Regions from separate parts of the Mus musculus genome. Here all the other regions are linked to region 4. A link is a contact called in public promoter capture Hi-C data. All regions are on one chromosome and are shown on one strand. The core of a region is the stretch at or near the end of the contact, and the rest is flanking DNA. Distances in the headings are between cores, read along the strand shown.

Evidence for each region. Promoter capture Hi-C pulls out the DNA fragments that hold promoters and counts their contacts.
Region 1: a promoter capture Hi-C map of embryonic stem cells shows a contact between it and region 4, with 2.8 times the contacts expected there. The contact joins the enhancer-like site here to the promoter of Mnx1 in region 4. A contact is called at or near these places in 7 of 39 promoter capture datasets (the C10 cell line, cranial neural crest, embryonic stem cells and 3 more) and 1 of 484 Hi-C or Micro-C datasets (embryonic stem cells).
Region 2: a contact with region 4 is called in a promoter capture Hi-C map of embryonic stem cells, with 4 times the contacts expected there. The contact joins the enhancer-like site here to the promoter of Mnx1 in region 4. A contact is called at or near these places in 11 of 39 promoter capture datasets (the 3T3-L1 cell line, the C10 cell line, the SN4741 cell line and 6 more) and 5 of 115 datasets of contacts at active chromatin or transcription factors (astrocytes, embryonic stem cells, pancreatic cancer cells and 1 more).
Region 3: a promoter capture Hi-C map of second pharyngeal arch cranial neural crest shows a contact between it and region 4. The contact joins the promoter of Cnpy1 here to the promoter of Mnx1 in region 4. A contact is called at or near these places in 14 of 39 promoter capture datasets (cranial neural crest, embryonic stem cells, epiblast stem cells and 9 more), 4 of 484 Hi-C or Micro-C datasets (cortical neurons, cranial neural crest and gonadal supporting cells) and 10 of 115 datasets of contacts at active chromatin or transcription factors (astrocytes, craniofacial prominence, embryonic forebrain and 5 more).
Region 5: a contact with region 4 is called in a promoter capture Hi-C map of hippocampal neurons, with 2.7 times the contacts expected there. The contact joins the promoter of Htr5a here to the promoter of Mnx1 in region 4. A contact is called at or near these places in 4 of 39 promoter capture datasets (the C10 cell line, hippocampal neurons, liver and 1 more).

What each region holds. Positions count from the first base shown.
Region 1 is chr5:27,817,835-27,820,558 of GRCm38.p6, reverse strand. No RefSeq gene overlaps it. Among named protein-coding and RNA genes, the nearest start is that of Htr5a, 23 kb to the left of the region's middle. Within about 2 kb of position 1,433, at least 13 of the 459 cell types and tissues checked have an H3K27ac peak or open chromatin away from gene starts, as enhancers often do. A contact at or near this core is called in embryonic stem cells, where this site is marked.
Region 2 is chr5:28,397,604-28,400,375 of GRCm38.p6, reverse strand. All of the region lies in intron 15 of Rbm33 (RNA binding motif protein 33), which reads right to left. Among named protein-coding and RNA genes, the nearest start is that of 9530036O11Rik, 68 kb to the left of the region's middle. Within about 2 kb of position 1,450, at least 55 of the 459 cell types and tissues checked have an H3K27ac peak or open chromatin away from gene starts, as enhancers often do. A contact at or near this core is called in embryonic stem cells, where this site is marked.
Region 3 is chr5:28,208,731-28,211,430 of GRCm38.p6, reverse strand. Cnpy1 (canopy FGF signaling regulator 1) reads left to right here and starts at 1,263. Exons shown (of 3, transcript NM_001310511.1): 1 at 1,263-2,307. The coding sequence starts at 2,158.
Region 4 is chr5:29,477,145-29,479,844 of GRCm38.p6, reverse strand. Mnx1 (motor neuron and pancreas homeobox 1) reads left to right here and starts at 1,375. Exons shown (of 3, transcript NM_019944.2): 1 at 1,375-2,260. The coding sequence starts at 1,570.
Region 5 is chr5:27,840,473-27,843,307 of GRCm38.p6, reverse strand. It overlaps Htr5a (5-hydroxytryptamine (serotonin) receptor 5A), which reads right to left and starts at 1,361. Exons shown (of 2, transcript NM_008314.2): 1 at 119-1,361. The coding sequence starts at 859.

The DNA.
Region 1 (2,724 bases), core at 184-2,683, 1.7 Mb after region 4:
AACTCTTTTGTTTTAAGGGATCTGAAATGGAGTGTTCCATGTGTAATGCAGGCAAAGTCTTGCAATACAGTTAAAATTGTCCTTTGTGCTGTTTTACTGTAATTCACCTGCTTTGTTCCTTGTTCTGGGAGGTAGGTCTCCTGAGTCTCCCGGCACCCAGCAGAACCTGAGTAAACAATGTTTCTCTCCAGACAACCCCTGGTGAATTTTATATGGGGCTTTCTGTCAGAGGACTCCTGTCCTCTGCTTCTTGCAATGTTGGTGGTATTTGTAGCCATTCACACTGGGGTTTTCTTCGAGACACTTGGGGCACCAGATATAAGCCAGATATACTAGATGTATTTTTTATTTGCCAGATGTAATTGTTGTCTCTGAGGCTTGCATTTGAATAAGTTCTGCTTCTCTCTGAACTCTGGCTGGCTGGGTCAACTCAGCTGGTACAACCTAAGTCCTCTCAGGAAGACTGACTCAATTTGGCCTCTCTAGAATTCTCAAGGGATTGCTTCCCTTGGCCTCAAATTAGAACATGGCAACATGTTCTAATCTTCTGGCTCCTTCTTATTTTCTGGCGTGAACTGTTTGCAGAATCACACAAAGGAGCTCAGTTGCCACCAATGCCCTCACCAAACGAACAACTCCACTCAACTAGACTGAACAGATCTCTCTCTCTCCTTGTGTTGCTCTTAAATAGTGTTTCTCCTGAGAGTTGGGTATGTCCTATCTCTGACACATTCAGTCAAAAAAATCAGAAAGTTCTGATTGGCCTCTTTGCCTCTCAATTTGATGTCATTGTTTGGGATTAAAAGTGTGTGCTATAGTCGGCCATCACTGGAAAGAGAGGCCCATTGGACACGCAAACTTTATATGCCCCAGTACAGGGGAACGCCAAGGCCAAAAAGGGGGAGTGGGTGGGTAGGGGAGTGGGGGTGGGTGGGTATGGGGGACTTTTGGTATAGCATTGGAAATGTAAATGAGCTAAATACCTAATAAAAAATGGAAAAAAAAAAGTGTGTGCTAAAGGATTCTAACCAGAGGGATTCAAAGTATGTACTAAGGGTGTGTCTGCATGACAATTGGATCACTCAGACCTAGAAGGTCCTTGGATGTGACCTTCAGAGCAGCCTTGTTGCTGGATTAAAATTCCTTTACAATCAGGGAGAGAGCAGTCCTTTGTTTATCCTACCTTGATGCCTGGCTTGCTGGGCAAAGCTGTTTAATGACCAAATTACACAGAAATCAGTTCCAATCCAATTAAATCAACTCTAGGCCGCTAAATACTGGAGGAGGAAGACAAAGACTTGAGTTCCACCATGCCCAAGGAAACTATGGGAAAAGATGCCAACAGATTTGTCCTCAGCCCCATGGTACATGCAGACCATAGACATACAGAGCTCTGTCACCCCCACACAGCACTGTTGCAGAAGGTGTTGTTTACTTGAAAAACCTGTTTCTAGTTGTGGTTGGCTCACTCTTACCACATACCTTTAATGCCTGGGTGCAGAATACAGACAGCTCTTTTTTTTTTTTTTTTTTTTGAGAATGTACAGGTGTTTTATTGCTCACCTCTCAGACAAAACACACTTCCAGCCACTTTCTTCCACAGATTGACAGTGTTTACATGTATATATATAGACGTGGAGAGTGACTCAGCCAGGCTTTTGTCTTCTGCAGCAATAATGAAGGGCCTCCTGCACTGAGCAGGACTCCATCTCACTTCGTAGTGCATGTCCATCACAAGAAAGGTCTCTTGCCTAAAGCAAGCTAACTTGTATCTGCTGAGCCTGTAGCATTAACTAGTGCGTGAAACAGATATCTGCTCGCCATTTCTTCTAGCGAATTTCAAGTAAAAACAAGGGTGAAGGAGGAACTTTTGTCTCGGATGGATAAGTGCCTACACTTAACTAACAAACTAAGTTTACAACTTAGTTTGCTTTTGTTGTTTTTATGGATTTTAGCCATGTTCATGGATTTTGGAGGAGCATATGGTACAGTATTCCACCAACAGGATAAGGCTACTGAATGTGCTATCTGCAAAAGAGTTCATGTAATAGGAACCAACCCAACAGGTCTACCAAAAAGAAAGGTGACAAAATCTCTCTGAATGCCCATCAGGGCAGAGCTATGCTCGGAAAGTAGACAGCAGAAGATAGTCTACAAAAAACACACATGGGTTGTTAATATGAGGAAAGTTTCCCAGCAGTAAATATTAAAAAAGTCTAGGCAAATCCTCATTTTCAAAATTTGCATATTGAAAATGTGAAAACTATTTTATTCAAGTAATTTCTTCAAAAACCATGTATGTTCCAACTGGAATAGTCTACTGGTCAACTAAAGGCAACTTAAATTGTGTTTAAAATTTGTTTCATAGAAAGAAGAGATATGTTTCTTAAATAAACAGTGTTATGTAAAACTGTTTAGTAATAAAGAGAGAAAGAATTGAATGAAAACCAGCAAATGGTTATCCTAAGCAGGAGTATGCCTACTACCTGTGGTCTTACATTCATTCCAAATAGATGTTGGATTCAGGATTCTGAAACTAAGTTTCTATTACTTGAGCTCTAGCAAAATATGAGTTTCTGTAGCCTCAACTAGTATAATGTCTTCCTTGTCCAAATCCAGAATGACTATACTGATAGCCTCCATGTTGGAAGTGCTGTTCAAACTGGCCCCTTTATGATAAGTCTGGCTCCCGCTTCCTCCCCAGCCTCCTCCCTGGCTTCTGCA
Region 2 (2,772 bases), core at 201-2,700, 1.1 Mb after region 4:
GCCCCTGTTATCTGTGTTCCAAGGAACTAAAGACTTCTAAAGAAAAGACCCACCCCAGAGCCACACAGAAAAAGGCTGAGACACATCAAACAAGAGTTTGAGTATAGGGAAATAAGCATACATTCAAAGAACAATGGAGAGTTCTCTATGGACACAGAAGCCAATAAGAAGAGAGCCCCTCTAGCGAATCATGATGAGATCTAGCATCAACGTAAATAATGGCCGTGACAGTTCACTGAAAAACCCAAACCTCACAAAGCTGACTAAAGTTAAGAAAATGAACAAGTAAGAGCAGATACACAAGGCACACTAGAACTGGACACATCAGTGCTGGATGGTAAGAAGATAGTGTAGTAAGTGGGGCACTCAGAGCTCCTTCCCAACTACAACTTACAGTGGGTAAGGCCAGCTGTAGAAAAGACTTGGCAAACACTGCCTCACCTAAGTCATTAAAGCTAATCTCAGCAATATAGGGCAAGTCTGCACAGCCACACCAAGGACACATTCCCTTCTATGTCGAGCCTGCCAAACACAAACAACCTCAAACATATCAGAAGAAGCAATAGATAAGATGTAAATTACAGCAAAGGCCACAAAAATCACAGACTGTAGTCTTTTAAAAGGTCAAAGGCAAGCAACATAAAAACCAAGAGACTGCTCCAGACTAAAAGGAGACCAGAAATCAAACATATGGCTCTGGGTGAGACCCCAGGCTAGGCTGGTGCACTATACAGTGTGTAGCTACAGTCTCTAGTGCCTCTGGCCTAAGGCAGCACTCTGTACCTCCAATCTTCTCATAAACCACCGGAGGAAGAGAAATTACTTAGTCATAAATGGACATTGAAATACAGAGAGACAGAGGGTGGGGGTGGAGGAGCAAATGCAGTACAAGATAGAAACCCCTGGTGGATGTGGGAAAGGGACAAGGCCTCAAATTTTCTCTTTCATCCAAGATGTAACAAAACGAAATTTAGCCTGTGACCCACAGAAAGAGGGACCCACACACTGTCTCTAAAGGAAGCCTGGTGAGAAGGACGGAGATACCCTCACTGCCTCTCTAAGACAGGGAAGAAGAGGGACAAATTCACCCCATTTTCCAAAGCAAGCTCCCATAGATCAACTGAGGTCTTCCACGGGATAGTAGGACAGCCTTTAAAAACAAATACAAAGAAGCCCACTGCGGACCAGCCAGCTTTCCTGCTGGGTGGGGGTCCTGAGTCTCTCCCACTTCTCCATGTGCTCAAAGAAGACAACTGTTTACTTAGTTTGCTGCCAAATTTCTAAATCTTTCATAACCGGGATCAGGATAAAGTATCTGCCTACTTTCCACTTTCTCCCTTCAACCAAAGGATAGTTCCCGGAAAGGAACTAGGCCTTTGTTTTACTGATAAGCAAAGATGTAAATCAAGTAACCAAGGTCACTCAGAGGTGAGCTGGGTTTCACCTCTCAGGAGCCAGAAGAGGCTGAAGGCTTTGTTTTAACTGCTTGTTTCTAAGGTTAATCAGAGAAGGACTGATGGTCCCAGCAGTCACAGGAAATAAACTTTTGATGTTTCCTACCTTTGCTTTTATTATTAAATAGGGCCAAGACTCAGAATTGAACCCAACCAGATGTCTGGACCTACTGCTTCGTTATGTGGAGACTCAGTTTGCTCCACAGTGAAATGAAAATGTGAGTGGCACATGCTCAACCCTAGACAAACAGTAGCCATTGCAAATGCCAGCAGGAAGCACAGACCTCTTTAAATCCTCAGGAACACTTTAATCTGCCACCGATTTTCTTCTAGAACTCCTCCCAGCCACCAGACCTAGCATTTATAGGCAGAAAATTGAGATGATGATGAAGATGGTGATGATGAAGAGAAAGAAGAAACAGCAGCAGCACAGAATCCCAGAAGCAGCCAAGATAGACAACTACCCAAGCATGGGTTTTTCTATAGCAAAAGCAGGGAAGCTTTTATGTGTCAGATGATCACACAGAAGGCTAGCTTGTGACCCTGGAGAAGGAGAGCTTCAAGTTCTATGTGCTATAAAAAATGAGTTTCAGAGCAGTCAATGCCAGATATGGTGCCAACAACAAGCTCTATATGAAACACAGCATCTTCCTCCAGGCATAACTGAACAGTGATCCAGCCATCACAAGTACACAGAATATCAAGAAGTTATTCTTAAGAGAAAAAAATTATTTATTTTATGTAAATGAGTGCTCTATCCGTACAGACACTTTCATGCCAGAAGAGGGCATCAGATCCTAGTATAGACAGTTGTGAGCTACCTTGTGGTTGCTGGGAATTGAACTCAAGACCTCTAGAAGACAAGCCAGTACTCTTAACCACTGAGCCATCTCTCCAGCCCCCAAGAAATCATTCTTGTGAAAATCTTTAGGATTGTTTCCTATTATCACGATGAAATTGTTTTAATAAAGAGGACCTAAATAATTCCAATAAAAAGAACTAATGTACAACAACTAGAAGACAAATGAATGAAAACATCTTTAAAGGTAACATAATTAAAGAAATGACTAAAATCTACTGTCTTAAACTCAGACTCTCCATCTTTCACGATTTAAAAAAAATTCAAGAAAGTCGGGTATAGTGGCAACCCACTTTAATTCTTGTATCTGGTAATGTAGGCAAAAACATCAGGAATTCAAACTACATAGCAAATTCAGAACTACATGAAACCCTATCTCAAAAATCAAAATGAAATATGCAAAGATGAATGATTTAATTTTTAAATTAGCTATGAAAGACAAGAAACACCCACTGCGAG
Region 3 (2,700 bases), core at 14-2,513, 1.3 Mb after region 4:
CATCCTGTAAGCCCTCAGCAGCAACTGCGCCTGATTTTAAAGACTACTGCAAAAGGCTAGCTAGCTAACGCCATTCAAAAGCTGTCAATCTTCAGACTTAAAAAAAAAAAAGGGCAAAACAAAACCTGTAGAAATTCACGCGCGCGCGCGAACACACACACACACACACACACACACACACACACACACACACACACTATTTGTGCTAAAGGAGGGCACACTGCCTCCTTATCCAAAGGTGTAAGGTTATACTTTAAAACAAACTTCTAAGACTCAGCATTCTTCTGTACACAGCTCTAGGTATTAGGTCAACTTGAAAAGGGAACTAAAACAGAACAGTTTCTAAGGAGGCGAAGACACGCTTAGTATGTGAGGACCTTCCGACCTGGTAACCGGACTGGTCTTCCCAGGGCCCTTTCCCTATGCCTGAGACGTCCCACCCAAGACCCTTCCCCACTCCTACACAGAGCCTGCTTGCTTTTTTTCATGGGAGAGGGAAGGAGAGAATGAAATTCCTAGTTGCTGTTAGGTTTTTTTAAATGAATGACCCTCTTTCGCTGTGACTTAAAATCCTGCTTTGTGGACAACTATAAACTGACACTTTTACGTTAACAGTTAAGGAAAGATGCTCAACAGTCGGGCATCCCGGAAAATCCGAGCCCTCGTTGTGTTAAAGACCTGCTTTGAGTCTTTCGTGTGAGAATTCACCTTTGCGATCTCGCGCCTTTCCCAGTAAACTCTCCGAGTTTACCGGAGAGTCATCCGATTTTCAGTTGTGCCAGTAAACCTGTGAATTTCTTCTTTGCAACTTATAAAGCTTGAAAAGCACAGATAAAAATGCCATTTGTATTTGAAAGTGCCATTGTAGAATCTAGGTTTTTCACTGTAGACATTTATTTATTTTTAGTTTACTGAATTTGAAAAAAAAAAAACTTGACACCTGCTGTGAAGTGTTCTCATTTTAGTTCGCAGACGCATTTAATTAATTGCTCTTGCGAAGCAAGAGCCTTGAGAGTTCCCGGTGGCCTGAGGTTCACCTGGGCCGCAGCAGGTGCGGCGCGATCCTCGTGCTCCGTCCCTGCGCTCCGGGTAAAGTGCGTGCCTGGGGTCGGTTCCTGGTGGACGCTGGGGGCGGCGGCGATCAGGGAGTGTTCCTCTCGGGCTCCGCCATCCGCGCTTTCAAATTAATTGCGGATCGGCTTTGCGGCCAGATGGCGGGGAAACGTCGGGACCCTTTGTGCGCCCCGAGCGCGCCAGTGAATGTCGCGCAGTCGTTGGCACCGGAAGGGTTCACACTGCGTGTGAAAGGGGACAAAGGGAGCTGGATATATCAACACTGCAGAAACCGAGTTCATTTGTCATGCAGCCCCTTTCAGCGCAGTTGTCATGCAAACTTCCTTCTTTGATCAGCAGAGGGTGGAGAGAGAGAAAGCCCGCAAAGCCGCGGGCCCGGACGAACGCCCTTGGCGGCTCCACGCCCCTTCCGGAAGGAGCCGCAGGGACCCGGCCTCCTGCACCTTGACCCGTCTAGACGCCGCACAAGGTTTTGTCTCGGTTTCCAAGGGCGCGGGGTGCTCTTTGACCCGCGCCCGGGGCGGAGGTGGTGGCACGGATCCCAGCGCGCCCCGGCAGGTCCTGGAGGGAGAGGGGCTCCCGGGACGCGCGCCAGCTGTTCCCAGAGCAAGCCGAGGCCGATGAGGGGCAACCGGGCCCTGCTGCCCCTGACAACCTCGGTGTGGACCCCGCATAGCCTCCTCGGGAAGTCCGGAAGGCGAGGGGGGCAGCGCGACGCGGGATGGGCAGAAGTGTGGCTTCCCCACAGAACTGATGCGCTCTCGACGCCCCCCTCTCCTCCCATTTTCTGTGCTTCAGCCTCTACTCAACAACTTTTAAAAATTATCTTTAAGTACAGCTTCTAGATTTCTCTGTCTCTTACTGTCCACTGTCAAGCACGTTATTTTCTCACTAGAATTTAAGCCTGCTTTAAGCTGCATAAAGAATGATGCGGCTGCGGGAAGCCGTCCCTTCACTTGTTCACTGGACCCGCGTGGGCGTGGGCGTGGGCATGGGCAAGTGTCCTGGCTGGTTCTGTTCTTCTTGTAGGTTCCCCTGGCCCAGTCCGAGGCGTTCCTCATCGACCTTTTGGATAAAGTGTGTATGCGAATGAACGATTACCAGCTGGAGGACGACCCAGTGACCAAGCAGAAGTATTTCAGGAGATATGCTCCGAGGAAGGGAGACAAAATATACAAAGAATATAAAAAGTTCTTCTTTTATTCTGATGCCTTCAGACCTTTGAAATTCGCGGTAAGCCCCCTTCTAAGAGCCTGTTGGGGTTCCCCTTGCCTTCCTGGAGCTACTCTTGAGTGGTTGATGAACAGTGCACAGTCAGGTACACTCACAGCCCTGCTGTCCTGTGCTGCCCCTCAGCTTAAGTCTTCATTGAACACTTGGTGCTTTGGCTTGTGAGACATCTCAGGGGTGGTGGCATGCTTCGGTGATCTGTGGGGAAGGTGAAGGGAGTTTTATAAAAGCAAGGTGCCTTGTGTCCCCTGTCCTGGGGACATGGACACCATTTGCACATTGCTTGTCTGGGTATTCTGCTGGTATGGAGAGCCTTTCTTGTTGCCTAAGGAAGCAGGGGTTGTGGTTTCTCAGCTGAAATCCGAATGGAGGCCAAGAGTCGTTAACAAATATATA
Region 4 (2,700 bases), core at 126-2,625:
CTTGAAACAGCTTTGCCTGCTACTTTTAAATTCACCCAACAAGGATTGTCCTAGCCTCCTGGCCTTCCCTGGGCCATTTCCGATCTTTTATTAACCTCTCACCTGGTTGGGAAGCCGCGATCCAGAGACCTGGAACTCCCTCCCACTTTCCCCTCGTGTTTGGGGAAGATACCCGAGAATGGAGCTAGCGAGAAAGCTTGATTTCTCAAACTACTTATTGATTCGTTACATTAAAAAAAAAAAGCCCCCGGAAGCGTGTTTACAGTAAATATTTGATATGTGCGCAGGCTGAGGTCTGGATTCACACTTTAATACGGTCTCTGGAAGCCCTTTCTTGATTTTCCTGAACTCGGCCGGCAGGAGGAGGCGAGAGCCTGATAGTGGCTCCCTTAGCCTGCGAACTGGCTCAGTCCGAGGGAGCAGTCCTCGGCCAATTCCCGCAAAGCCTTTTTCCTACACCCCCACAAGGCAAGGCTCTAATAGAACTTGGTTCTCACCTAGGTCCGGCTCAGTGGCACCTGTGCAAACGACCTTCAAGTCAATGTGCATCTCTGAGTTGGAAAACTGCTCTCTCTCCACTCTGACTGAAGATTTGTAGGCTTCAACCTCTAATACCGTATTTATACACACCGAAACCCTACAAACAAACATTTGCGGCGCATGATACTTTTGGGGGAGGGGCAGATAAGAAGGTTCGACCTGCTGAGGGTTAATGACAGGGACGCAAACCATCTTGAAGCAATCAACACTCAGGAACGCGAGAGATTTTGGGAAACCGAACAGTCTTCAGTGTACTAAGCTCAGGGTCCCGTTTTGGGTACCTAGTGGACTTCAGGGGTGAGGACCCACCTAGTTCCTCAGTGCAGAACATTCCACAACTCCCTCAAGGGAGCGCGAGTAGCTGGAGGAAGATAAGGCGTCCGCCTCTGGAGGAACAAGGTGTCAAAGGGACTCGGGGGGCACTCACTGGGACCCAGGGTTACTGGCGCTCACCACTCTCCCAGCAGCAAGGAAGCAGTAAGCTTGTGTTCAGCCTCCAAACTCTCCAACCTGCCTCCTCCGGCCACCTACGCTGTTCACCACCGGCTGCTTAGGACCTGGGGGCGCAGGGGCGGGGCGTCAGGCTAATTGGACCGTGACAGGTGAGCCCCTCGGCCAATCGCCGGGCAGACAGCCCTCCTCGGGCCCCCGCTGAGCGCGCCAATCCCAGACCGCCCTGAGCTTCAAGTGTGCGGAGGGGCGCGGGTCCCCACCAAGGCACCAGTGGCCTCGATGCGGTCGCTTGAGCTCTTGAGAGCAGAGAGCCGGTCTCCCCAACACAAACTCGCAGGAGCGCTCCGGTGGAAGTTCATACCAGTGAGTGGAGCGCGGTCCCCACGAGGACCGCAAAGAGGAGGCGCCTGGACGATGGTCGCTCTCAGCTGAGTTTCCGGCTGCGACTTTATTGGCAAAAAATCGCAGTAACAATACCGGCCCCAAGGCTGGCCACCGCCACGCTCAGTCTCCGTAAGCCCGCACACGACTGCATCGCCCACCCTTGGACCCTGATTGTCAGCTCCAATCGAGCCGATGGAAAAATCCAAAAATTTCCGCATCGACGCCCTGCTGGCCGTGGATCCCCCGCGAGCCGCCTCCACGCAGAGCGCGCCTCTGGCCTTGGTCACTTCCCTCGCGACTACAGTATCTGGTCCCGGCCGCGGCGGCAGCGGCGGCGGGGGGACCAGTAGCGGGGCGAGCCGTAGCTGCAGTCCCGCATCCTCGGAGGCCACTGCAGCGCCCGGTGACCGGCTGAGAGCTGAGAGCCCGTCGCCCCCACGCTTGCTGGCTGCACACTGCGCGCTGCTGCCCAAGCCCGGATTCCTGGGCGCCGGAGGAGGCGGCGGCGCGGCGGGTGGGCCGGGCACTCCCCACCACCACGCGCACCCTGGTGCAGCAGCCGCCGCGGCTGCCGCTGCCGCTGCCGCGGCTGCCGGTGGCCTGGCACTGGGGCTGCACCCGGGGGGCGCACAGGGCGGCGCGGGCCTCCCTGCACAGGCGGCTCTCTATGGACACCCGGTCTACAGTTATTCGGCAGCAGCTGCAGCGGCCGCGCTAGCTGGCCAGCACCCGGCGCTTTCCTACTCATACCCTCAGGTGCAGGGCGCGCACCCTGCGCACCCTGCCGACCCCATCAAGCTGGGTGCCAGCACCTTCCAACTGGACCAGTGGCTGCGCGCGTCTACTGCGGGCATGATCCTGCCCAAGATGCCGGACTTCAGCTGTGAGTACCTGCGCCGCACCCGGACAGTTCTCACGCGCATCCTCCTCTCTCGCACCCCCTTCCTTTTGCTCTCACCTCCTAGCGAGCTGTGGAAGAGCATCGAAGCCTCTGTGGCTCATTCCTGGGCCTGTGAGGCCTCTCGTGGGCCGCACAGAATGAAAGGAGCCTCAAATTATTAAGATGGCCACAAGCAGGCCTTGGCCTCTCTATCTCTCTTAACAGACAGGGGAGGTTGGAGGTGTGAGGCTAAAACCTAAAGAATAACCTGCAAGCTGGACAAGGAAGTGCGCGGAAAGGCTAGCCTCGATTAGGGCAGGTTTTGGGGGTCGCTGAAACCGGGGACTTATCTTGAGAAAATGAACTTTGTCAGAGGTTCCATTATAGGCTATGAAGAGACACATCACTGGGTCCAGAAGTAGCTCTTCCGTGGCCCTTGTAAG
Region 5 (2,835 bases), core at 112-2,611, 1.6 Mb after region 4:
ATCTACCTCTCCCCAAACTGGAGAGTTTTACCTTCCACAGACATAAGGTGAAGTGCGCTGCAAGAAAAGCCTGTGAGATACAAGTGACGTATTTTCTAACGATCCTTATAGCACCCACCTCCACAGCTTCGGGTACGGGGGAGACGCTGTTGGTCTTCCTGGAGCCCATGCGGAATTTCGCCGCCCTGTAAATTTTCCAGTACACAAAGAGCACCACGCACAGCGGCAGGTAGAAGGCACCCACGGTGGAGAACACGGTGTAGGAAGGCTCGCGACTGACTTGGCATTCCTCACTGGGCTCAGAATAAGTCTCTCCCCAGCCAAATAGCAGTGGAGCCAGAGAGATGACAGTGGAGAGTGCCCAGGTGAGCAGGATCATCACATTGGAGACACGCTTGCGGGTACGGAGTGTGTACTCCAGGTGGCGCGTGATTGACCAGTAGCGGTCCAGAGCTATTGCTGTCACATTCCAGATGCTGGCAGTACAGCAGAGCACGTCACATGCGATCCACAGCTGGCATAGACGCCGGCCCAGCTGCCAGCGGCGCCCAGACAGCTCATGTACCAGGCTCAGTGGCATAACCAGCACAGCCACTAGCACATCCGAGATGGCCATGGAAGCTACCAGGTTGTGTGGTACTCGGTGGAAGGTGCGTACCTTGAGGATGGTAGCCAGCACCAGCAGGTTCCAAGTGAATGTGGCCGCAGCTAGAAAGCCCAACAAAGTCAGGACTAGCACTCGGAAAGCTGAGAGAAAAGGCCGACTAGGGCGCAGGACTTCCGTGTCCAAGCTGCGGTTAGGTTCCAAAGAGGAGGGAGTAGAGAGAGAAAAGGAGGTCAAGTTTACAGGCAGATCCATTGCTGTCCCAGGACACCTGTGTTTAGACTGTGTTGCCACCGAGCCCACTGAAGTCAATCTAGATGTTTGCGACCGATGGCCAATGGAGAGGATTTTGCTAAGAGCCAAGAACCTGGCCTCAGTCTCCACCCAGTCAGAGTCCGGAGGAAATTGTAGCAGAGAGGAGGGTGCTGGGCTACAAGCAGCGCAGCCCAGGTATCCTTAGAGATATGGAAAGCGGACTCAAGGGGCTGAATCTAGAAGCCAGGGCCCGCCTTTGCTATCACATGCCTGCTGTTCCTCACCTAGGCGGAGACTGTTGTCTGGTCGCCTGCAGCAGAGCATCCTTGAGGTCGGCCCCCGCCCAGTGCAGGGTGGATGCCCAGAACTCAGCTAGTGCGTCAGAACAGTCGCTGGTCCAGGGTTGCTCCTTGCCCACCTCCCCCCTCTCCCGGCAGTGGCTCCGAGGGGTGGGGGTTGGGGACTGGAAGCCACGTAGATACCTGCTTTCTGGAGATGGCCTTCTGCCCTGTCCTGATCTCTCTCCACCGTGCCTGAGGCTGCTGCTCCGAGAGGGCACGCTGGCGCGCCCACCCAGACCTGCTTTAGCAAAGTGGGGCTCCCGCACTACGTAAGGCATCAGCTGATGAAGCCGCCTCTCTCCACCCGGCTCTCTGCATGGGAGTATTCAGCACTGGCTTTGTGTGCAGCTCAGTGCTTGGCGCTGTCCACGGTGCCGCTGCCTATACCAGCACGCAGCTTGGTGTCTATCCACAGTCCCATCGCTCTTTACCACTGGGTCAGTGGCCGGGAATTAATTAGTAAACTTTCCTAAACCCTTCTTCCAGCACTCATGCTCCCTCTGAAGGTGATTTTGAGACTTCGAGCCATTTGCTTGAAGTACAGGTGTCCTGGGTTAGGCTAACTAACCAACCAACTAACCAACTAACTTCCTAACAGCCTACTGTTGTTCCCTTCCAGGTTTCCGTATGTGGTTGCCTCCTAACTCGGAGAGCTCGGTGGCCTCACTTAAAGAGTTGTTTGTTTTAAAGGAGAAAGATTGATGACTGTTGGAGATAGGGTGCTTGTTTCCTGAGCTTAGAAAGAGGCTTACAGGAGCCTCTCTAGTGACTCTACAGAAGTTTCTATGGAAAAGAAGCTGGAGGGAATGGCTCAGCCATTAAGATCATTGGCTTCCCTTGCTGAGAACCTGCTTTGGTTCGCAGGACTGACTCACACAGTGGCCCACAACTGGCTGTAACTCCATGTCCAGGGGATATGACACCTTATTCTGGCTTCCACAGGCACCATGTACACATACAAGCATGTAAACATACACATACAACAAAAACAAACCCTAAAGAAAAAAAAGAGAAAATCTCTACGGCACTTGAAATGCTTGAAACATGCTTGAAAAGTATTGAGACAGTCATGATGGTTCAGCCCTTAATCCTAGCACTTGAGCTTGGGGCCGGTGGAGCTCTGCAAGGTCAGGGCCAGCCAGGGCTACATAGTGAGACTCCGACTCAAAAAATAAATGAAATAAAATTTAAAAAAATTACCCATGCATGCTTGTAAAACTATCAAAAGGTCTGACCTAGGAGTTTTCTTTGTTTCAGTGTAAGAGTTGAGGCCCAGAGCTTTGCACATACTAGGCAAAGAACACTGTCATTGAGCTACAGCCCCAGCCCTCAAGGAGAGAAGCAACTGCAGAAAGCTGTCTCTCTGCATGTGCACTATGGCTTATGACACCCACATACACACAGTACACACAGGAGCTTGTGTGTGTGCATAATAATAATAGTAATACATAAATAAGAGGATATGGTAGTACACATCTGTCATCTCAGCACTGTGGGCTAGAGATGGGCAGGTCTCTGAAGTGTACTGGTTGTCCTGGCCTAGCTGGAGAGTTCCAGGCCAATGACATAAAATAATGTGGACAGTGCCTACAAAATGATCACAGAAGTTGCCTTCTCTCTCTCTCTCTCTCTCTC